Linked DNA regions of Sus scrofa: region 1 is linked to region 2. A link is a contact called in public Hi-C data. All regions are on one chromosome and are shown on one strand. The core of a region is the stretch at or near the end of the contact, and the rest is flanking DNA. Distances in the headings are between cores, read along the strand shown. Region 1 has its middle 14 kb from the start of S100A6. Region 2 has its middle 8.6 kb from the start of SLC27A3.

Evidence for each region. A called contact is a pair of places that touch in the nucleus more often than the background predicts.
Region 1: a contact with region 2 is called in a Hi-C map of heart right ventricle, with 4 times the contacts expected there. A contact is called at or near these places in 4 of 47 Hi-C or Micro-C datasets (epiblast stem cells, fibroblasts, heart right ventricle and 1 more) and 1 of 2 datasets of targeted methods (alveolar macrophages).

Annotation. Positions count from the first base shown.
Region 1 is chr4:96,110,111-96,114,694 of Sscrofa11.1, reverse strand. No RefSeq gene overlaps it. Among named protein-coding and RNA genes, the nearest start is that of S100A6, 14 kb to the right of the region's middle.
Region 2 is chr4:95,892,629-95,897,337 of Sscrofa11.1, reverse strand. No RefSeq gene overlaps it. Among named protein-coding and RNA genes, the nearest start is that of SLC27A3, 8.6 kb to the left of the region's middle.

The DNA of each region.
Region 1 (4,584 bases), core at 1,570-4,069, 220 kb before region 2:
AGACTGGAGGTTTTTTGCCAGAGAAGCCAGAGAGCACATGAGTCAGCTGCTCCTGGCCAAGGCCCAGGTTCAAGTCCCTGGGCAGGTCAGCCAGGGAGGAGGGGGGAGGGAAGAACCTGGACGGGGGCTTTGGTGAGGGGCTCACCCACCAGGGCCACTCTGCAGAGACCAGCCCCAGGGCTGAGTTGGTCCTCCCTGCACAGGGAGTGAGAAGGCTGGAGTGCAGGTTGCCTGCCCCCAGGCCAAGCAACAGAGGGAACACGTTGGGGGCAGAGGGGCATGGGCGGGGCAGTGGGAGCAGCAGAAGCTGGCTCCCCCCTCTGCACTGAATTCCTTACTCCCTGTCTCCCACCTCCCTCCCCTTCTCCTCCTGCTGCTTCCAGCCGAGCCTGAAGCCTGAGCTCCGCCCCCCAGCTGGTGCAGCCCCCCCTGACCTTTGAGGAACAGTAACCCCAACAGGGAAGGCTTGATCAGAGGGAAGTCTCTCCTGCGGTCAAACACCAGACACGCGTCTACATCATCTCATTAATCCTAACCTGTATGGTGGGTTCTACCATTAACCTTTTTTTTTTTTTTTTTTAGGGGCCATGCCCACAGTATATGGAGGTTCCCAGGCTAGGGGTCAGGTTGGAGTTTCAGCTGCCAGCCTACACCACAGCCACAGCAACACAGGATCTGAGCCGTGTCTGCAACCTACACCACAGCTCACAGCAACTCTGCATCCTTAACCCACTGAGCAAGGCCGGGGATCAAACCCGCAACCTCATGGTTCCTAGTCGGATTCGTTTCCGCTGCGCCATGATGGGAACTCCAACCATTATCCCTATTTTAGAGATGAGCCAGCTGTAGAGATAATTCATAGCTTTCCCAAAAACACACAGCCACGAAATGAGAGCCAGCGTCCAAGTCCAAGTCTACTCTGGGGACCCCGAGCTGGGACCCCTGGCTGCCCTCCTGCCACCTCATGGCCCATCGCGGCCAGCCCCCTGGCCATGCCTTTACTCATCCCACAAACCCTGGAGGTGGTGCTGTGTAGAGAGCTCTCTGAAACGGAGCTGGGAGGCCATCAGGGAAGTGAGCCATTTGCTCGCCTCAGCCCAGATGGAGTCTGACCTTTTGACCACTCATGGTCTTAACAAAGACATCTAGAACATCGGCCCAGCGTTCCAGAAACTCAAGATACTTATCAGACCCTTACCCTAAAATAACTCGTGACAGCCTATCCATAAGGAAAAATATTTCCTTCCTTGGGTCAGAGGATAGCCTGTGGTTTTTGTCTTTGTGGCCTCTGACTGTCTCTTCCCCAGAACATTCTTTTGGTTTGACCCAAAGCTATGTCTCCCAAATTGCAATTCTTTTTTTTTTTTTTTTGTCTTTTGTCTTTTTAGGGCCGCACCCTTGGCATATGGAGGTTCCCAGACTAGGGGTCTAATCGGAGCTGTAGCCACCGGCCTATGCCACAGCCACAGCAACACCAGATTCGAGCCACATCTGCAACCTACACCACAGCTCACGGCAATGCCAGATCCTTAATCAACTGAGCAAGGCCAGGGATTGAACCTGCATCCTCATGGATTCTAGTCGGGCTCGTTAACCACTGAGCCATGATGGGAACTCCACAAATTGCAATTCCTAAGAGCCCAAACAAAATTCTTTGTTCTCTGCAGCCTCTATGCTGACTGTTGTCCAACAACCCCCGACATAATAGGATGCTTAAAAAGAACTTTTTCAAGGAGTTCCCGTCGTGGCTCAGAGGTTAACGAATCTGACTAGGAACTATGAGGTTGCAGGTTCGATCCGTGGCCTTGCTCAGTGGGTTAAGGATCTGGCGTTGCCGTGAGCTGTGTTGTAGGTTGCAGACGCGGCTCAGATCCCCTGTTGCTGTGACTGTGGTGCAGGCTGAAGCTACAGCTCTGATTGGACCCCTAGCCTGGGAACCTCCATATGCCCTAGGAGCGGCCCTAGAAAAGGCAAAAAGACCAAAAAAAAAAGGAACTTTTTCAATTGTCTCCCTTTTTGCTGTGGCCCCAAAGCAGAGGACAAGGGCTTAAGTCTCTACACCTACTGAAGAGAGGCTCTTGACCAGCTATGGAGAACTTTTTGGGAAGGAGGTGGACCAAAAACACAGTGTCCCTACCTATCCCTGGGAGTGAGGCAGGGTGTTGGCAGGGCTGCTGTTTGATCCCCACATCATCCCCATGGAGGGGAGGGCAAGGCACTTCCCCTTCACCTTAACCCCAGTGAGAACCACGCAGGGCTTGGGCTGCATCCTGTGGACACCCAAACTCTCCTGGCAAGAAGCTGGCTGCCCCAGCAGCAGGAGCAGAGAGACCTGGGCACTTGTCCAGTGTTGTGCACAGTCTCCTTTCTACCAGCAGAGGGCGTCCTTATAAGGGCACCAATCCCTTCCTGAGGTTTCCACCCCCATGACCTCGTCCAAACCCAATTACCTCTCCCAAAGGCCCCAACTTCTAAATACTAGTACATTGGGGATCAACATATGAATTTGGGGGGAACAATGATTCAGTCCATGGCGGAAGTCAATATAGGATTTAAAGCTGCAGAACCAGCTTTGTTTGCCAGAAAGACAAATGTAACAGCAATGTGAAAGACAAACTGGGTTTAACTCATTTTTCCTTATGGTAGGGCTGCCACCAGCAGGGCTGTGTGGCTCAGCCCTAAAGAGGAGAAGATGGGGTCTGATGTATGGTCCAGCCAGCTCTCATCCAAGCCTCTGGTCACGAGGTTCTTCCAGGCAATGCTTCGGCAATCCCACCACCCCAGACCTTTTAGGCGTCTCCGGTAGGCAGGGACTCGAGTGGGGACTGAATGGTCAGCAGGGGGCACCAAAGGACCAGTGATTGGACAGTCACAAGGCTGCTCAGCCCTCTCCTGCCACGTGGTGAAAAGGAAAGCCGGCCAGGTTCCAGACCCTGGCACAGCCTGATCCCATGGGCTCCATCCTGGCCTCAGATAAGAGGTCCAAAGAGAAAGGGGGTACGGTTTTTCCTCCAAATTCAGGGAAATACGCACACGTGCGCGCACACATACCACACAACACACACACACACACACACACACACACACACACACACACACACACACGTTTTTTTAAAGGCTCTTCCTAGATGAAAGAGGTTTTTACTTACCAAACTCAGTAATTTTCCTGATCACGTTTTGGATCATAATTTTGTGTGTTCCTAAAGTAACACTGTGGCTCTGAGCTGCGAGCAAGGACATTTCTCAGAACACAAAATATCAAGCCAGAGCTGGATGTGAGGTCCCAGAACTGATTCTGATCTGGTAATAATTTCCACTCTTGAGAGTAACTCACAAGCTAGGACTGCATTTGTGAATATATTTACCACCGGTAATCTGTAACTGGGAAAAGGAATGGACGGAAACCATCTTTATGTCCAAAGTTAAGGGACAATAGCAAATGCTAAACATCAGCAGGAGGGAACTATACATCTTCTTAAAATAGAAACTACGCACTTGTAGGAAGATTTGGTCAGAAAACAGAAAGGTTTGGGGGTTTTTTGTGAGGGAGGGGGACGCATTAAAAAGAGCTTTGAGGTGCAGTGGAAGCGAATCCGACTAGGAACCATGAGGTTGTGGATTCAATCCCTGGCATCGCTCAGTGGGTTAAGGATCCAGCATTGCCTTGAGCTGTGATATAGTTCACAGACGAGGCTCAGATCCCCCGTTGCTCTGTCTGTGGCGTAGGCTGGCAGCAATAGTTCCAATTCAACCCCTAGCCTGGGAACCTCCATATGCCACAGGTGCAGCCCTAAAAAAAAAAAAGAGTTTTGACTCATTCCTTGAAGCAAAGCTTGTCTTCCCTCCCCTGAGAGAGTAAGAGCTGGCACAGGACCTTCCTGCTTGGTTGAGAATTTGATTGTTTGCTCTCTGGTTTAAAGAATAAGTGATTACAGGGGTTCCCTCATGGCTCAGTGGTTAACGAATCCAACTAGGAACCATGAGTTTGCAGGTTGGATCCCTGGCCTTGCTCAGTGGGTTAAGGATCCAGCATTGCCGTGAGCTGTGGTGTGGGTCACAGAGGCAGCTCGGATCCCATGTGTTGCTGTGGCTGTGGCTTAGGCTGGCAGCTATAGCTCCAATTAGACCCCTAGCCTGGGAACCTCCATATGCCGCAGGTGCAGCCCTAGAAAAAAGAGAAAAAGACAAAAAAAAAGAAGAAGTGATTACAATGCCTGTATTTCAGTATTTTGGTATATTGCCTAATTTTTAGGTACCAAAATATTAATATTATTTTTGTCCTTTTTAGGGCTGCACCCGAGGCATATGGAGGTTCCCAGGCTAGGGGTCAAATCAGAGCTACAGCCACCAGCCTACACCACAGGCACAGCCACACAGGATCGGAGCCAAGTCTGAGTCCTATGCCACAGCTCACAGCAATGCTGGATCCTTAACCCACTGAGAAAGACCAGGGATTGAACCCACAACCTCATGGTTCCTAGTTGGATTTGCTTCCACTGTGCCACAACGGGAACTCCCGGTATTTTTTTTTAATCTGAAATATTAACCGCTTATATGTTGAGATGTACCTAAGAATTTTAGGTT
Region 2 (4,709 bases), core at 1,463-3,962:
ACACAATCCTTGTTTCATTTCATCTAAATCTGTGCTTTGCAATACAGTAGCTGCCCCGTGTGCCCAGTGAGTGCTTCAAATATGGCTGGTCTGTAATGAGTTAGGCTGTGAGTGTGCAGGTTTCAAAGACTTAGCACCACAAATAAAATATTTCATTAATAGTTGTTCTGTATTGCTTACATGATGAAATACAATTTTTATTTATTTATTTTTTGGCCACATTCACGGCTTACAGAAGTTCCTGGGCCAGGAATCGAACCTGAGCCACACCAGTGATAATACCGGATCCTTAAGCCGCAGAGCCACCAGGGAACTCCTGAAATAATATTTTGGATATACTGGATTAAGTAAAACATATTAAAGCACATCTTACTTATTTTTGTTTTTAAATGTGGCTACTAGAAAATGCAGAATTACAGATCAGATACACTATATTTCTACAGAATAGCACTGGTCTAAATCCTGTCCTCACACCTCCCTCTGCAGACCCACAAATACCAAGTGTAATAAGTCAGCTGGCCCTGTATGATGCCTGCTTTTGAGCAGCTGCACTTTAGCAAGGACAGCGAGAAGAGGGGCTTCTATTCCAAAGCACTGAGCCAGGTGGCTGGGGCTGGCACACTGCCTTCCAGACAGAGCCTATATAACTAGTGCTAGAACTTGAGAGCTGCAAGAGGCACACTTTGGATCCAAAAGAGTTAGGTTTTCCATTTAGCACAATTAAAAATAAAGGGGAGTTCTCTTGTGGTGGAACAGGTTAAGGATCTGGCGTTGTTACTGCAGCAGCTTGGGTTGCTGCTGTGGTATGGGTTCAGTCCCTGGCCTAGGAACTTTCAAATGCCACAGGTGTGGCCAAAAATTTGTTTTAAATAAAAATAAAGGGAGTTCCCTGGTAGCCTAGCAAGTTAAGGATCCAGTGTTGTCACTGCTGTGGCATGAGTTCAAGCCCTGGCCCAGGAATTTCCACATGCCATAGGGGCAGCCAAAAAAATTTTTTTAATAAAATAGGAGTTCCCGGAGTTCCCATTGTGACTCAGTGCTAGTGGACCCAACTAGTATCCATGAGGACTTGGGTTCAATCCCTGGACCCATTCGGTGGGTTAAGGATCTGGTGTGACTGTGGCGTAGCCTGGCAGCTGCAGCTCCAGTTTTGACCCCTGGCCTGGGAACTTCCATATGCACAGGTGCAGCCTTAAAAAGAGGGGAAAAAAATAGGAGTTCCTGCTGGGATGCAGTGGGTTAAGAACCCGACTGCATGGGTTAACAATCTGGCGTTGCCGTGAGCTGTGGTGTAGGTTGCAGACGGGGCTCGGATCCCGAGTTGCTGTGGCTCTGGCGTAGGCTGGCAGCTACAGCTCCGATTAGACCCCTAGCCTGGGAACCTCCATATGCCGCAGAAGCGGCCCAAAGAAATAGCAAAAAAGAAAAAAAAAAATTGTTGTTGTGGCTGTGGCGTAGGCCAGCAGCTGTAGCTCCAATTGGACCCCTAGCCTGGGAACCTCCATATGCTGCGGGTATAGCCCTAAAAAGCAAATAAATAAACAAACAAATAACAAGTAATTACAAATAAAATAAGCTTTTTTTTTTTTCTTTTTAGGGCTGCATCTGCAGCATATGGAGGTTCCCAGGCTAGGGGTTGAATCGGAGCTACAGCTGCCAGCCTACACCAAAGCTACAGCAACACCAGATCCGAGCCGTGTCTGCGACCTATACCACAGCTCATGGCAATGCCGGATCCTTAACCCACTGATCAAGGCCAGGGATTGAACCCCCAATCTCATTGTTCCTAGTCAGATTCATTTCTGCTGCGCCACGATGAGAACTCCTAGAAATAAAATAAACTTTAAAGGAATTAAGTTTTCCTACCAAAAAGTCAAATGAGATAAAATAAAATGGCATTATGATGTAATTTGCAAACAGGCCGGTCCTAGGGGGTGAGAAGCTTGCCCCTGAGATGGATGCTGGAGTGGAAGGGTAGTGGAATCAGAAAACTGTCTCACCTCGTCCTCAAATCAAGGCTTTGTGTCTGTAGACTCCCCAAGCTATTTAAGGCCACATGTCCTCGACAAATACAGGAACCTGTGAAGGGGCAGTGGTGGTGGCAGCTTTTTACAGCCAGTGACCAAGAATGGTTTTTATATTTTTTTTTATGTGGTTGAAGAGATCAAAAGAAGAATAGTTCATGATTTGTAAATACTGATTCAGATTTGTGTCCATGAGTAGCTTTATTGGAACAGGCTACGCTCATCCTTTATATACTGTCTATGGCTGCTTCTCTGCGTCAAAAAAGAGCTGAGCAGTTGTGGCAGAGACCGTACGGCCTGCAAAGCAGAAAATATTCACTGTGGGACCCTTGACGGAAAAACTGTCCATCCCTGTTCTAGGGCCTCTTCTCTATCGCGCCGCTGGGCTGCAGTTTTCCCCTCGCGCAAGGAAAGAGAGTAGGGAGGCCCCCGGGCGATGCCTGATGACTGCTCCCTGTGGGACTTGGCACAAAGCTCCCAAGATCGGGCTCTGCCTGAGCCGATTACGTGGGGGAAACGCGCCGCCAGTCCTGCTCACTTCCCAGCGTCCACGCGCCAGCACGCTGCGCTGGGGGATGGGGCAGCGGCCACGCGCAGCGAGGAAAAGCGGCCCGGGGGTACAACCGCGGATTGGCTCCTGCTGACTGGCCACCGCCCACGTCCCCGCGCGCGAGGGAGGAGGGGCAAGCCGGGGGAGTGGGCGGAGTCATCCTGCCTGGGCGGGGCGAGCCCCTCCGCGCCTTCCGCCGTAGAAAGGCGCCTGCGCACTGCCAGGCTGCGCCAGGAGATCCCGTAAAACTGAGACGACGCCTGGTGAAGCAGATTTATAGTAACAAAAGTTCTACTCTTTGGGCTCCTAGGGAAGAAATGCAGGGAGAAAGTTTTGTGTTTGTTTGTTTGTTTGTTTGTTTTTGTCTTTTTGACATTTCTTGGGCCGCTCCCGCGGCATATGGAGGTTCCAAGCTAGGGGTCTAATCGGAGCTGTAGCCGCTGGCCTACACCACAGCCACAGCAACGCCGGATCCTCAACCCACTGAGCAAGGCCAGGGATCGAACCCTCAACCTCACGGTTCCTAGTCGGATTCGTTAACCACTGAGACACTAGGGGAACTCCATGTGCTTTTTTAATTGAAATGGAATTCATGTACCTTTTGAAGTGTAAAGTTTAGTGGTTCACCCTTTTGAAGTGTAAAGTTTAGTGGTTTTGGTATACTCAGATTTGTGCAGCCATAGACACTACTTAAGAACATTTTCATCAGCACCCCGCCCACACCCCCGAAAAGGAATCTCTTAGCATTCCTCCCTCACCCTAGTTCCTGGCAACCACCAGTCTGCATTCCGTCTCTATGGACTTAGATATTCTGGACATTGTAAGTAAGTGGGATCAGATATTGGCTTTCACTGAGCATACTTTTCAAAGTTCCTCCCCATTGTAGCATGTATCAGTAGTTCCTTCTTACGGCCGAATAATGTTGTTTGGAATGTATATACCACATTGTTTATCCATTCATCAGTTAATATTTTGGTTGCCTCTACTTTTTTTTTTTTGTCTTTTTGCCATTTCTTGGGCCGCTCCCGCGGCATATGGGAGGTTCCCAGGCTAGGGGTCCAATTGGAGCTGTAGCCAACGGCGTAAGCCAGAACCACAGCAACGCGGGATCCGAGCCGCGTCTGCAACCTGCACCACAGCTCACGGCAATGCCGGATCGTTAACCCACTGAGCAAGGGCAGGGATCGAACCCGCAACCTCATGGTTCCTAGTCAGATTCGTTAGCCACTGCGCCACGACGGGAACTCCCGCCTCCACTTTTTGACTGTTTGAATAATACTGCTGTAAACATTTGTGTTCAAGTCTTTGTGTGGACATATTTTCAGTTCTCGGGAGTTCCCGTTGTGGCTCAGTGGTAATGAATCCAAATAGTATCCTTGAGGATTTGGGTTCAATCCCTGGCTCTGCTCAGTGGGTTAAGGATCTGGCCTTGTCATGAGCTGTGGTATAGGCCTCACACTTGGTTTGGATCCTGTGTTGCTGTGGCTGTGGCATAGGACAGCAGCTGCAGCTCCCATTTGACCCCTAGCCTGGGAACGTACATCTGCCCCACCTATGACCCTAAAAATAAATTTTAAAAAAAGTATATATATATATACACATGCATATATATATATACTTTCTTTCAGTTCTTTTGGGTATATACCTGGAAATGGAATTACTGGGTCTTATATTTGTGTTTAAACTTGTGAGGAACTGCCAAACTACTTTCCACGGTGAATGCACCATTTTGCATTCCCACCTGCAATGTGTGAGGGTTCCAGTTTTTCTACATCTTCACAAACAATTGTTTTTTTTTTTTTTTTGGTCTTTTGTCTTTTGTTGTTGTTGTTGTTGCTATTTCTTGGGCCGCTCCCGCGGCATATGGAGGTTCCCAGGCTAGGGGTTGAATCGGAGCTGTAGCCACCGGCCTACGCCAGAGCCACAGCAACGCGGGATCCGAGCCGCGTCTGCAACCTACACCACAGCTCACGGCAACGCCGGATCGTTAACCCACTGAGCAAGGGCAGGGACCGAACCCGCAACCTCATGGTTCCTAGTCGGATTCGTTAACCACTGTGCCACGACGGGAACTCCAACAATTGTTTTTATTTGTGTTTCGACTACAGCAATCATAGTGAGTGTGATATGGTATC